Regions from separate parts of the Mus musculus genome. Here region 2 is linked to region 1. The links are chromatin contacts, called in public promoter capture Hi-C maps. All regions are on one chromosome and are shown on one strand. The core of a region is the stretch at or near the end of the contact, and the rest is flanking DNA. Distances in the headings are between cores, read along the strand shown. Region 1 overlaps Psmd12 (proteasome (prosome, macropain) 26S subunit, non-ATPase, 12). Region 2 overlaps Helz (helicase with zinc finger domain).

Region 1 (5,437 bases), core at 878-3,377:
GTAGTTATCTGTTAAGTGTGTGAGCTTGTGTGCCACAGCCCACACGTGGAGGTCAGAAGATACCTTGCAGGCGTCAGCGCCTCCTTCTACCGTGTGGATCTTGGGGACTGAACTCAGGCTGTGAGGCTTGGCAGCAGGAACCTTTACCCACTGAGCCACCTGTCTAGTCCCAGTTTTTTGTGTTTCTAAAGCAATCAGGAACTCACTTGTTTTAACTGACTCCGTCGTTTTGACAGAAGCATAATATTTTCATTAAGTAAGTCCCATTCTTTAGCCTCATAGCACATTTTCACTACTGCAACCAAGATGCGGGACGTGGACACCATGTCAGAGGCCTGCAAGGATGAAAATATATGTAAGTGAACAGGCAGCACCAATCAACCACTGCACCAACCACTGCAAGTGCAGTCTGCACCGCTCACCCAGTACTTACAGTCCGGGTCTGCTTTTCTAGAGAGAGAAGGGTTTCGATGACTTCTTGAAGCCGCCCTTCCTGAAACAAGAGAAACAATGAACATAAGTATCACCAACAGACCCAGCACTGACCGAAGCATCTGGGAAAGTTAAAGCAATATCCACTCTAAAGGAAACATGTCCGCCATTACTGCTCTTGTCTGTAACTCTCCATCTGTGAAAAGCTTGCTCCTCCGAGGCAGTCTTTAGGTTAGGCCTTTCCTCCCAAGGACCCACACGCTGCGCTTCTTTTCTCCTGTGTGTGAGTGCTCTACCACTGTGCCTCATTTCCAGCAGTCTACAAGTTTTTCTTTTTTGTCCCCTCCCCACACTTCTTTTTTATTCATTTGTTCATTTACACACTCACTCACTCATTCACTCACTCACTCACTCATTCACAGGCAGGTCTCATGGAGTCCAGGCTGTAGCCAAGTATGACTCGGAATTTCTACTTGCTTGCTTCCATAGTCACGGGTGTCTATGACCACATCTGGCTGTACGGTACTAGGGGTAGAAGCAAGAGCCTCTGCATGGGAGTCGTGCACTCTACCAACTGAGCTACACCCCCAGATCTACAAATTTTTTGTTTGTTTGTTTTGAGATAGGGTTTCTCAGTGTAGCCATGGCTGTCCTAGAAGACCAGACTGGTCTCCAACTTAAAGATCCAACTGCCTCCTCCTCCTAAATGCTGGGATTAACCGTGTGTGCCACCACAGCCTGCCCCAACAACCTCAGAAAAACTGAACCTGTAACTACAATGAGGTTTCCTCTGAGAAAACACTGAGTCTTTGTTTTAGATTCTAATTTATCAACTCAGAGTGGCGATACCTGTTTATCTTGTTCTATCCAGAACTCCTAACTGGTAGGACTCTGAAAAGTACAAATAAAAGAAGAAATGATTTTAAGAAAACACCCACAAGCTAGCCAGAAAATCATGTTTTTAAGGAGCGGCTGATGCAAACTAAATACACCCTGCTGGGCGATGAGAGCAAGTGAGTAGGAGAGGTGAGAGCAGAGAAGGGCACATCGTAGAGAGGTCTGCAAGTCTGAGGCTAGCCCTGTAGATCCATGCATAGCATTAGCTGAATGCTCACCTCCAGGAGAACAATGGACAAATCTAGAAGGCTAGTAAATCACAAAAGACAAAAAAAAAAAAAAACAGTGTTAGGAAGTCTGCTGCAAATTTGACTGTCACCCCATTCTACAGACTCCAGCTGACAGCTTAAGGGACTTGATCAGCCACAGAAGCACCAGCAGAACCAGAGTCCAGGCTCCTTCCATCCCAGCCCTCCAACCCCACCAGTGCAGCATGGTCGCTCCCTAACTGAAAATGGCTGAGCTCTGGTCCAAGTAATCTCTATAGAAAATAGCATATGAAAATAATAGGAAAGAAGGAAGGAAGGAAGGAAGGAGAGAGAGAGAGAGAGAGAGAGAAAAGAAAGATAGATAGATGGATGGATGTTAACCACCCTTTACTCACTAAGCTAGCAGCTGCCTTGGGTGCTGTCTCTGTGGTCAGGTGGAGTGTAGAGGCATCACGGCACACTAACTCAGAAGTGGACACTGAGGAACTGCACCCTACATGGAAGTAGTGCTCAAGTCCATGTACTGCAGGATCAGCACCACATCCAAGGCCATCTTCTTAGAAAGGAACTCTTGGCTAGTGCTCTCTGAACTGAAACTGTCACTTTGCACCTCATTTAATACTGACTCATTTAATACAGGCTCTACTTTGCCATGACCCTGAACTATATTCTAATATTTACTTTGTAACTCAGTAAAATTTACACTCTGAAATTGCTGTTTATCTTGATAGCTCAATGTGAAGCTTCATTAGCCAAACACATACTATTGCTTCTACAGACACCTTTGCTCTTTTTGAGACAGGGTCTCACTCGGACACCCAGGCTGTCCTCAGACCTACAATGGCCATCCTGGCCTGGCTTACTGTATGCCAAGCTCACAGGTGAGAGATGTCTCATGCTTTATGTCTTAATCCATGTTCTACTGCTATGAAAAGACACCATGACCAAGGCAACTCTCCTAAGAGAAAGCATTTAACTAGGGACTTGCTTACAGCTTCAGAGGTTTGGTACATTATCATAATGGTGGGGAGCAGGCAGTGCACAGGCAGGTGCTGGAGCAGTAGTGAGAGCTATATCCTGATCCACAGGTGGGGGTGAGGCAGAGACAGACAGACACACAGTCAGACAGACACTGACACTCTGGGTTTGGAGTGGGCTTTTTAAAACCTCAAACCTCGACGGCTGTGGTGGCACACGCCTTTAGTCCCAGCACTTGGGAGGCAGAGGCAGGCAGATTTCTGAGTTCGAGGCTAGCCTGGTCTACAGAGTGAATTTCAGGACAGCCAGGGCTATACAGAGAAACCCTGTCTCCAAAAACCAAAGGGGGGAAAAAAAACCCCTCAAACCTCTGGTAACTAAGCATTCAAATATAGGCGTCTATGTAGGCCATTCTTTTTCTTTTTCTTTTCTTTTCTTTTCTTTTCTTTTCTTTTGGTTTGAGACCAAAGCTATAGACCAAGCTGGCCTTGAACTCAGAAATCCCCCTGCCTCTGCCTCCCAAGTGCTGGGATTAAAGGCATGAGCCACCACTGCCCAGCAATGGGGGCCATTCTTATTCAAACCACCACATCTAGCTTGAAGGTAAATTTTCATACCTTATGTAATAGTGGTGAATATAGAGAGTGGTCTACCAAGTGGTCTGTGAGTTCCTTAGGCCTGGACCCTTGTTTACTTATAGCTTCCCTCATACCAACTTGAACACAACATATGTTAAACTATTCAGATGATCTTAACTGGCTTACTAGTCTTGGCGTCACAATAAAGAGGATGTGACAAGTTGTTATGGCTGTCAAGTTATTATGTTAGCCCTGTCTGAGGGACACTACCATCATCATCTTCATTAAATACAAGTAGTTCTCAAACCATCTCACTTCTCCTTCCCACTTTTCTACGTTTAACCCAATGACTATGCATCATCTTCCTTCCTGTCTCTTCACAGCTCCCAAAATGCCACCTCCTCCAGGCAGCCTTTCAACTCAAAGGGAGTAAGATGGTAACAGCCATCCAAAACCAGAGTGCCAGAAAATGTAACTTATTTGACTCATTTTTCTCACTTGGAAAAATCTCTGCAGATGAGGTAATGTCTACAGAATCTGTTCAATGTCCATAAGTGCCAGGCATCTTCAGGATCTCTAAGTCTGCCTCTATTAACCACTAAGAGATGCAATCTGTTAATCTGTCAACAAACAACCCCAAGGAGGAACTAATACAAAGTTACCATAAATGTTCTGAAGCCCAGAATGAGCCACTGACCAGGGTACTGGAAACTGATTTCAGGAATTCTGAAGAGCAGCAAACGCTCCTAACTGCTGAGCCCTACACCTGACGCATGCGTATCAAGTGTCTGCACTGACAATTTCACCTTCAAATTTTCTTTCACATTTGAAACAAACAATGTCTGAAGGGAAATTAAGTGCAGATGACCCTTTAAACAGGAAATGAGATATAGCAAAAATTGACTTCTTGTTGCTAGGAACCTGAGCATGATTACCCAAGGATAAACCATTGAACTTTAAGTCTGCTCACAAATGAAAAGAACAAAACTTTCTTCATCGTAACTAATGAGCTCAAGATAAAAATAAAGCAATGTACACTAAAATGTTCATACAATTCTCTAAAGTAGAACTGTAGTGTTAAGGACTCAGCAGCAAGAGCAAGAGCACTGGCCTAATCTCCAGTCTGGAAAGGGCTGGGGAGGGAAAGCCATGCTAGAAACATTAAAAGCGCTGGAGGTTACAGCTCAGTAGAGTGCTGGCCCATCATATCCTGGGTTCAATTTCTAGCACCTCTCATCCTCCCCCAGAGTTAGCCCAGGTGTTTTAAAAAAATAAAGCAAAATTAAAGAAATCTAAAAAATTAACCAGGATTATGAGAAAATCTGAAAATTAAAACTATTGTCCTAGCCAGACGGTGGTGGCACACGCCTTTAATCCCAGCACAAAAACCAAAACCAACCAAACAAACAGAAACTATTGTCCTGTGTTTCAGGGGGAAGAGTCCACCTGCTTCCCAGTCTTCTTTTCTGACCCTTAAACAAGTGTAATAAACTCACACATACATATCCCTTGCTTAGCTTCACAAGCACACAGTCTTCAAAAGCAACACACACAGAAGCCCCCACAATTGAAACGTCTCCATTTTTAACCAGTTTAAAGGCCCAGTCTTTGTTTGGAGACATCCATTTCCCATCATCCGCCCAGGAAAGCATCTGGCCCTTGAGTGGAACTGAACTGTGGCATACAGAACAGGACTGGCCTTTTCTTGGACAACACTTTGTCTACAATCCTCTTCCTGCCTGAACCTCCCAAGTGCTGAGATTACAAGTACCAGCTACCTCTGCTGGTGTAGTTGTACTTTCTAAGGCAAATGATGTTTTTACCTGCTGTGAATACCACAGTTGTATTCATTTCAAAGGGGATGGTTAGGAGATGGCATTACCTAAAGGTGTCTTTTAATTCTTTGGCTCATCGGTTTAACCAGCATTTTAAGACAGATTAACATCCGGGTTTTAAGCATTAAAATATTTCACACAAAAATCCATATTCCTGGGGGGGGTGGGAGGTGGTAGAAAGATGGTTTGGTAGGTAGTTAAGAGCACTGGCTTCTCTTCCAGAAGACTGGCTTCAATTCCCAGAACATATAAACTTACAACCAGTGTACAAACATACATGCAGGCAAAACACCCATACATAAAATAATTTTAAAATTTTTACACTCCTGGTTTCACATTCAAATCAGCAGGGTCACTCAGCTGATATTTGTGAGTATTCTACACTCTGTACTTAGTTCTCTTAAAACCAAACAATCAATCCTTAGTGAGTGTATCCTAGGTGACACTGAACTGTAGGAGTTTAAGGAGGTCTGAGTGCAATCATTATCAATAACCAACAACATTGGCT
Region 2 (5,437 bases), core at 1,335-3,834, 190 kb before region 1:
ACACTAGAACCAAGGCAACACTACAGCTGAGAGAAGTCTGTCTGCATTACTGTGGCACTCTGGGCTGCCTCAACTTCTTAACTCATCCTTAGTGTGGACAGTTGGACCATCCAGCCACCTCTTACAAGAAGACAGAGCCAGTTTGAGCAGGATATGAAACAATTCAGAAGAACCTTCAACTTGGAGCAATGAGCTTTCTCTCTGAAGGATCAAAATGACCACAATTAAGATTTTCAGCTTTTCAAAAGAAGAGCATCCGAGAACTTTCGCTCAGCTCTTAGTACTGGAAAATGAATTGCTTATTGTTAATTTCGGAGATTTGAGGGCTCAGAGTTCGTCATCTGAAAATCCGAACATTCAGCAGTTAGAATGAGATAGATTTCCAGAATGGAAGAATTGCTCCTTCCACTCCCACAACAAGGGGAAATTTTAGATGGCTAAAAATGTAACTCTTTGTCCCAGGAACATGTGCTTTGCCCCAGCATCATGAGAGCTGTAGTTACTCCTTGTCCCCTACACTTTCCTGCCAAGCACGAGCCTCCACTTCATTAATGACGACCCCAGATAAGATCAACATCTTTGTGCCTCAGTCTCCTTTAAAACTAAGTTCCCAGGAGCTGCTGAGATGGCTCAGTGTAAAGCTTGCTGGCCAGCCTGACAACACAGAGGATGACTCCAGCGGGCTCTCCTCTGACCTAAAATCTCTCTTTCACCCCCATACCCCCACACAAACACACACAAATAAAATACATGCAATAAAAAAAAAAAAAAAGGAAAAGAATGAATTGCCAGGTCTGTCGGTACAAGTCTGTTACCCCAGTTATTCATGAGGCTGAGGCAGGAGGATGGAAAGTTCAAGTCCAACTTGGCTATGGACACCAAGCCCATGGCTGGCCTGCATGACTTGGTAAGACTCTATTTTAAAGTGAAAACACAGCTGAGCTATAGCTCAGGAAGCAGCGCTTGGTCTAGTATGCATGAGGGTCTAGCTTTAATCCCTACTACTCAATAATGATGACGGTAAACAAGGGGTTAAAATAAGTGGTAAACAAGGGGTTAAAATAAGTGCTCTCAGGGAACCCTGTTGCAGAACAGGGTTCAGTTCCTAGCATCCACACTGCAGCTCACAACTATTCACAGCTCAGTTCCAGGGAACCAACACCCTCTTGTGGCTTCCTTAGGCACTAGGCACACACATGGTACACATACACACACCCACAGGCAACCATTCACAAACACAAAATAAAAACACTTTTTAAAAAATTCTCCCTGTTGAACTATGACATCATTATGTCACCAAACGTGATTGTTACTTTAAAATTTTAGGGCTAGTACTTCTTTATAAATACTAAGCTGTAATACTAATATTTCAAAAACATGAATGTGTGAACTATAGTTAATATGAACTATACGTAAGAAAGTTACTAAATTTGTGTACAAATTTATATTAATATAGTTGGCAATTTAAGTAAAATTCCCAGCTTGCTTACTAGTCTAAGACCTATCTGTAATGTTAAGGTCAGCAAATTCTTTCATATGAATGCATATAAATAAATGACTGGAGGAAAGGTTAGCATAGTAATAAAAACTTCTATATTTATAATTATGCCCCAAGGCCAATCACCAAGGTAAGACTGAGTGCTCTAGTGGGATCCCAGCTCACATTATGGTGCCAGGGGCTTTAATTAAGGCCCAATGGCTCATCTCAGTGATTAGCTTTGACAATTAGGCACGAAGAGCGCTCTAGCTTACTGATCTGTTGATGACTATGTCTTGTTCTAGGAGGTTTTTCAGGCACCACCTTTTACTGAGGTAAGAAGACAATTATCTCCAGCTGGTTACACAACACAAATCACAAGCCATCAATATGTACATCTACAGGGAGGAGAGGTGAAATCTCCCAGCCCTTGGTCAGGATGACAGCCCTCCAGCATAACACTTGGCTCTGAAGGGGAACTCAGGAGCAAGCATGGCTGGAGAACACAGTGAAATCCAAACTAACTAATGCCGAAACCACAGGTGCTAGAGAGAAACATGAAAATAAGCAAACTGTTCAACAGCCGGGACCTAAAACAGGAAGTATTCCAAGGCAGGGCCACAACAGAGGCACAGTCCTCTTTAACGCTGACTGACTGACCACCAACCAGAATGAGCAGCCGGGAGCACCGCTGTGCCACCCCCCCACCTCCCCACCCCCCACCCCCCGCCCCTCCCCGGGACCAGAAGACTGAGTGAGCAGTCTCTCCACTACCAGCCACACCCCTAGCCGGGAGGGAGCCAATTCTCTAAGGAGGCTGCTATGATAATATCATCACTGCAAACAAAAATGTGCAATTTCAGAAACCAGTTCTTATTGGTACAGTGACAATCTGAAGAGGATTTTTCATTTTCTCCATTTATTTCTTTAATCAGACTATTTCAGAGTGAAGCGCATCTGAGACGGAGAAGCGCGCTTTGTGCCAGTGTCAGCACTGCCAGGCTGCGGGAAACGGAAGTTCTTAACTTGACAAATCTACGGCCACTTAAGGAGAATGAGGATTTGTTTTCACAATGAAACGCCTGGGAGGTATAATGGGAGAAGCTTGCACTACAACAATGAGCAGAGCATGAGACAAAACAGCATCCCAAGGAACCAGAACTGACAACACGGAAGATTTTAAAGAGAAACACACAAAACGAACGGTCGAGAGCGGAGAGAGGGAGAACAACCAACACATGGGAGAGCACACTGTTCCCTAAAGGAGCAACCCAAAGCACTTCAGGGAAAAAGTCCTTCCAATTTAAGCTATACGTTTAATATACTTCAAATAGAAATCTAAAGGAGGTTTTAGAGGTATATAAGGAAGAGAAAGAATTGACAATGATATTCTAAACTTCTAGTAGGAAAGTCTTAAAACAGTCTCGCCTCCTCTTCCACACAATATAGAAACAGGAAGAGGAAGAGGGACGTCACACTACCTCCAGGTTCACAGTCACAGCATTAAGCCTCGTCTGAATTGAGAGTGTCACTCGGGTACAGAACAGAGACTGCAGGAGGAAAACAAGCACCAAGTCCGGAAAGTGACTTCACTACAGGATACCCTGGAGAGTGGCTTCCTCAGAGGTGAGACTATCAGTCATCATGCAAAATGAACATTTTCACACATATCAAAATCAGCCTTCAAGAGCAATCGTTCTGTGTACATGTATGTGTAAGCCTGCATGAACACATGTGCTCTATGTGCATGCAGGAGCCTGCAGAGGCCGGGAGGGCGTCTGGTCCTCTGGGGCTGGAGTTGTAGGCAGTTGTGAGCCACAGTGGGTGCTGGGACCCTGGTCCTCTGTAAGAGCAGTAAGTGCCCTTAACACTAGCCATGTCTCCAGCCTGGGAAAACTTTCAACGGCACCCAAAAGTCACCACATCCCGAGCCCTGGGAGGCAGCCAGCTAAGACCAGAGCTCTGCGGACTGCATTTGCTCTTCACTGAAACAGGAGCACAACGCAACGCTAGGTGAAGACTCTGTTGTTTGACAAGAACGCTAGGTCTAGTTAGCGGTGGGGCTCCAACTAGTGCAGGGACAAGGACAAATCTGCACTCAAGGTAAGCGGTTAGGGTGAGCACTTTCATCCCCTGAGATTAATCTGCCAAGGTTTCTGGCAACAAAAGAATCCACAGTAGGGGAAAAAAAAACAACTTTCTTTGAATTGTTAAAGTTAAAGAAATTGCTTTAAATGGTTGGAAATAAACAGTGAGAGCATATGCCATTCACTGTGGGAGATGATTCATGCAAAATCACTTTGAACACACAGAAATTACCCTAATACATTGAAAATGTCAAAAATCCACAATGTGGTAAAAATAATGTTTGGCCTGTCAAAGAATTTCTTCAATTGCTGCAACTTAGTCATCGCTCACGAACCCAGTGTAAGAAGCAAGATGACCAAGTGTTTTTGCAAAGTGAACGAAGTCAGTGACAAATGAAGACACCTATTTATATACTCACAGTGACACAAAGAGACCATCGCTGAAAACATCAGAGAATAAAGAACTTAAACTCCAAAACCATGGACAACTTAAGAAGATCAGTGATTCAAGCAGATTTACTCAGTATGAAGAGTTACTTGCAAAATATACACTGTGACGCCCATGAGAACTGGGACATGGTCCTCACACCGGTGTTAGGTATGCACCCAGCAAGAGAGGTGTGGCCACACTTGGGACTGGGAAAGCAGCTCAGTCCTTCTCCTTAAAAACAACAAACACGGGGGCTGGAGAGATGGCTCAGCGGTTAAGAACACTGACTGCTCTTCCAAAGGTCCTGAGTTCAAATCCCAGCAACCACATGGTGGCTTACAACCATCCATAACAAGATCTGATGCCCTCTTCTGGTGTGTCTGAAGACAACTACAGTGTACTTACATATCGTAAATAAATAAATCTTTAAAAAAACAAACAACACTCAAATGCATCAAACAACTCTTTGAGCTAAGAAACTAAAAGCTTGCAGCTTCAATGAGAATATTTAGTCAAGAAAAACCAGAGAATTTATTTCATAAAAACAACACGTTCTGTGGTAAAGGTCGTACTCTCTGTTCTTCAGCCCTGTGGCAGCCTTGAAAGTAAGCCCTGTCTGCGGGGGGCAGAGGAGGCCTCGTCCTCACAGAACTAGGGTTTGCTTTGACTCCCTGGAAGATTACATCAGAACATGTCAGCCAGCTGTGGTGGCTCAAGCCTGTAATCCCGGAGCTCAGAAGGACAATTTCTGCTTCAAGGCCATCTCAAACTCACACTGAGATCCTGTCTCAAAGAAAGATGTTTAATTCACATTTCACCATTGCCTGGTTTGGGGGTGTATGCCTGCAATCCAAGGGTGAGAGGCCAAGATCAGAGGACTTGAATACAAGACCAGTTTAGGCCACATACTGAGCCCAAATAAAAGTGTAACTTTACCTTGTTTTAATAAAACACCTCTAAACAATTACCTACCATCCCTTTACACTCTCTGATCCTTAGTTGCTATAAGCTGACTGGGAACTGCTAGACAATAACAGTCGACACATTGTACAATTGGGAAGCTTGTTTTGATATGTGTATGCATGTTTTGCCTGCAGATTTCTAAAGAATCCAGAAGACGCAACTGCTCCCTTGGAACTGGAGTTACAGAAGGTTGTGAATCATCATGTAGGTGCTGGGAAGTGATCCCAGGTCCTATGGAAGAGCACTCAGAGTTCTTCAGTGCTGAGCATCTCTCTAGCCCCACCTTGGCAGTTAACCCCTGAAATCACGACAAGCTTCCCATCAGTGAGAGTTATCTCGGTCAAAGCTGTCTCTGTCTCCCGACACTCCCTTGGCAGCCGGCCTTATGTTAATTGACTAAATGTTCAGGCATTTGGAAACTGGTCTGACTATGTGCCTACTACCTTCATACATATCATCCTACAAAAAGCTCAGGAAGAC

The links. Capture Hi-C pulls out chosen DNA fragments and counts their contacts.
Region 2: a contact with region 1 is called in a promoter capture Hi-C map of pancreatic islet. The contact joins two enhancer-like sites. A contact is called at or near these places in 1 of 39 promoter capture datasets (the C10 cell line), 2 of 484 Hi-C or Micro-C datasets (LSK cells and common lymphoid progenitors), 2 of 115 datasets of contacts at active chromatin or transcription factors (embryonic stem cells and extraembryonic endoderm stem cells) and 3 of 9 other capture datasets (adipose tissue, embryonic stem cells and pancreatic islet).

Annotation. Positions count from the first base shown.
Region 1 is chr11:107,480,606-107,486,042 of GRCm38.p6, reverse strand. Psmd12 (proteasome (prosome, macropain) 26S subunit, non-ATPase, 12) reads right to left here. Exons shown (of 11, transcript NM_025894.2): 2 at 434-493; 3 at 207-335. Among named protein-coding and RNA genes, the nearest start is that of Psmd12, 3.8 kb to the right of the region's middle. Within about 2 kb of position 2,127, at least 12 of the 459 cell types and tissues checked have an H3K27ac peak or open chromatin away from gene starts, as enhancers often do. A contact at or near this core is called in pancreatic islet, where this site is marked.
Region 2 is chr11:107,673,443-107,678,879 of GRCm38.p6, reverse strand. The region is part of intron 31 of Helz (helicase with zinc finger domain); the gene reads right to left. Among named protein-coding and RNA genes, the nearest start is that of Mir6932, 38 kb to the right of the region's middle. Within about 2 kb of position 2,584, at least 28 of the 459 cell types and tissues checked have an H3K27ac peak or open chromatin away from gene starts, as enhancers often do. A contact at or near this core is called in pancreatic islet, where this site is marked.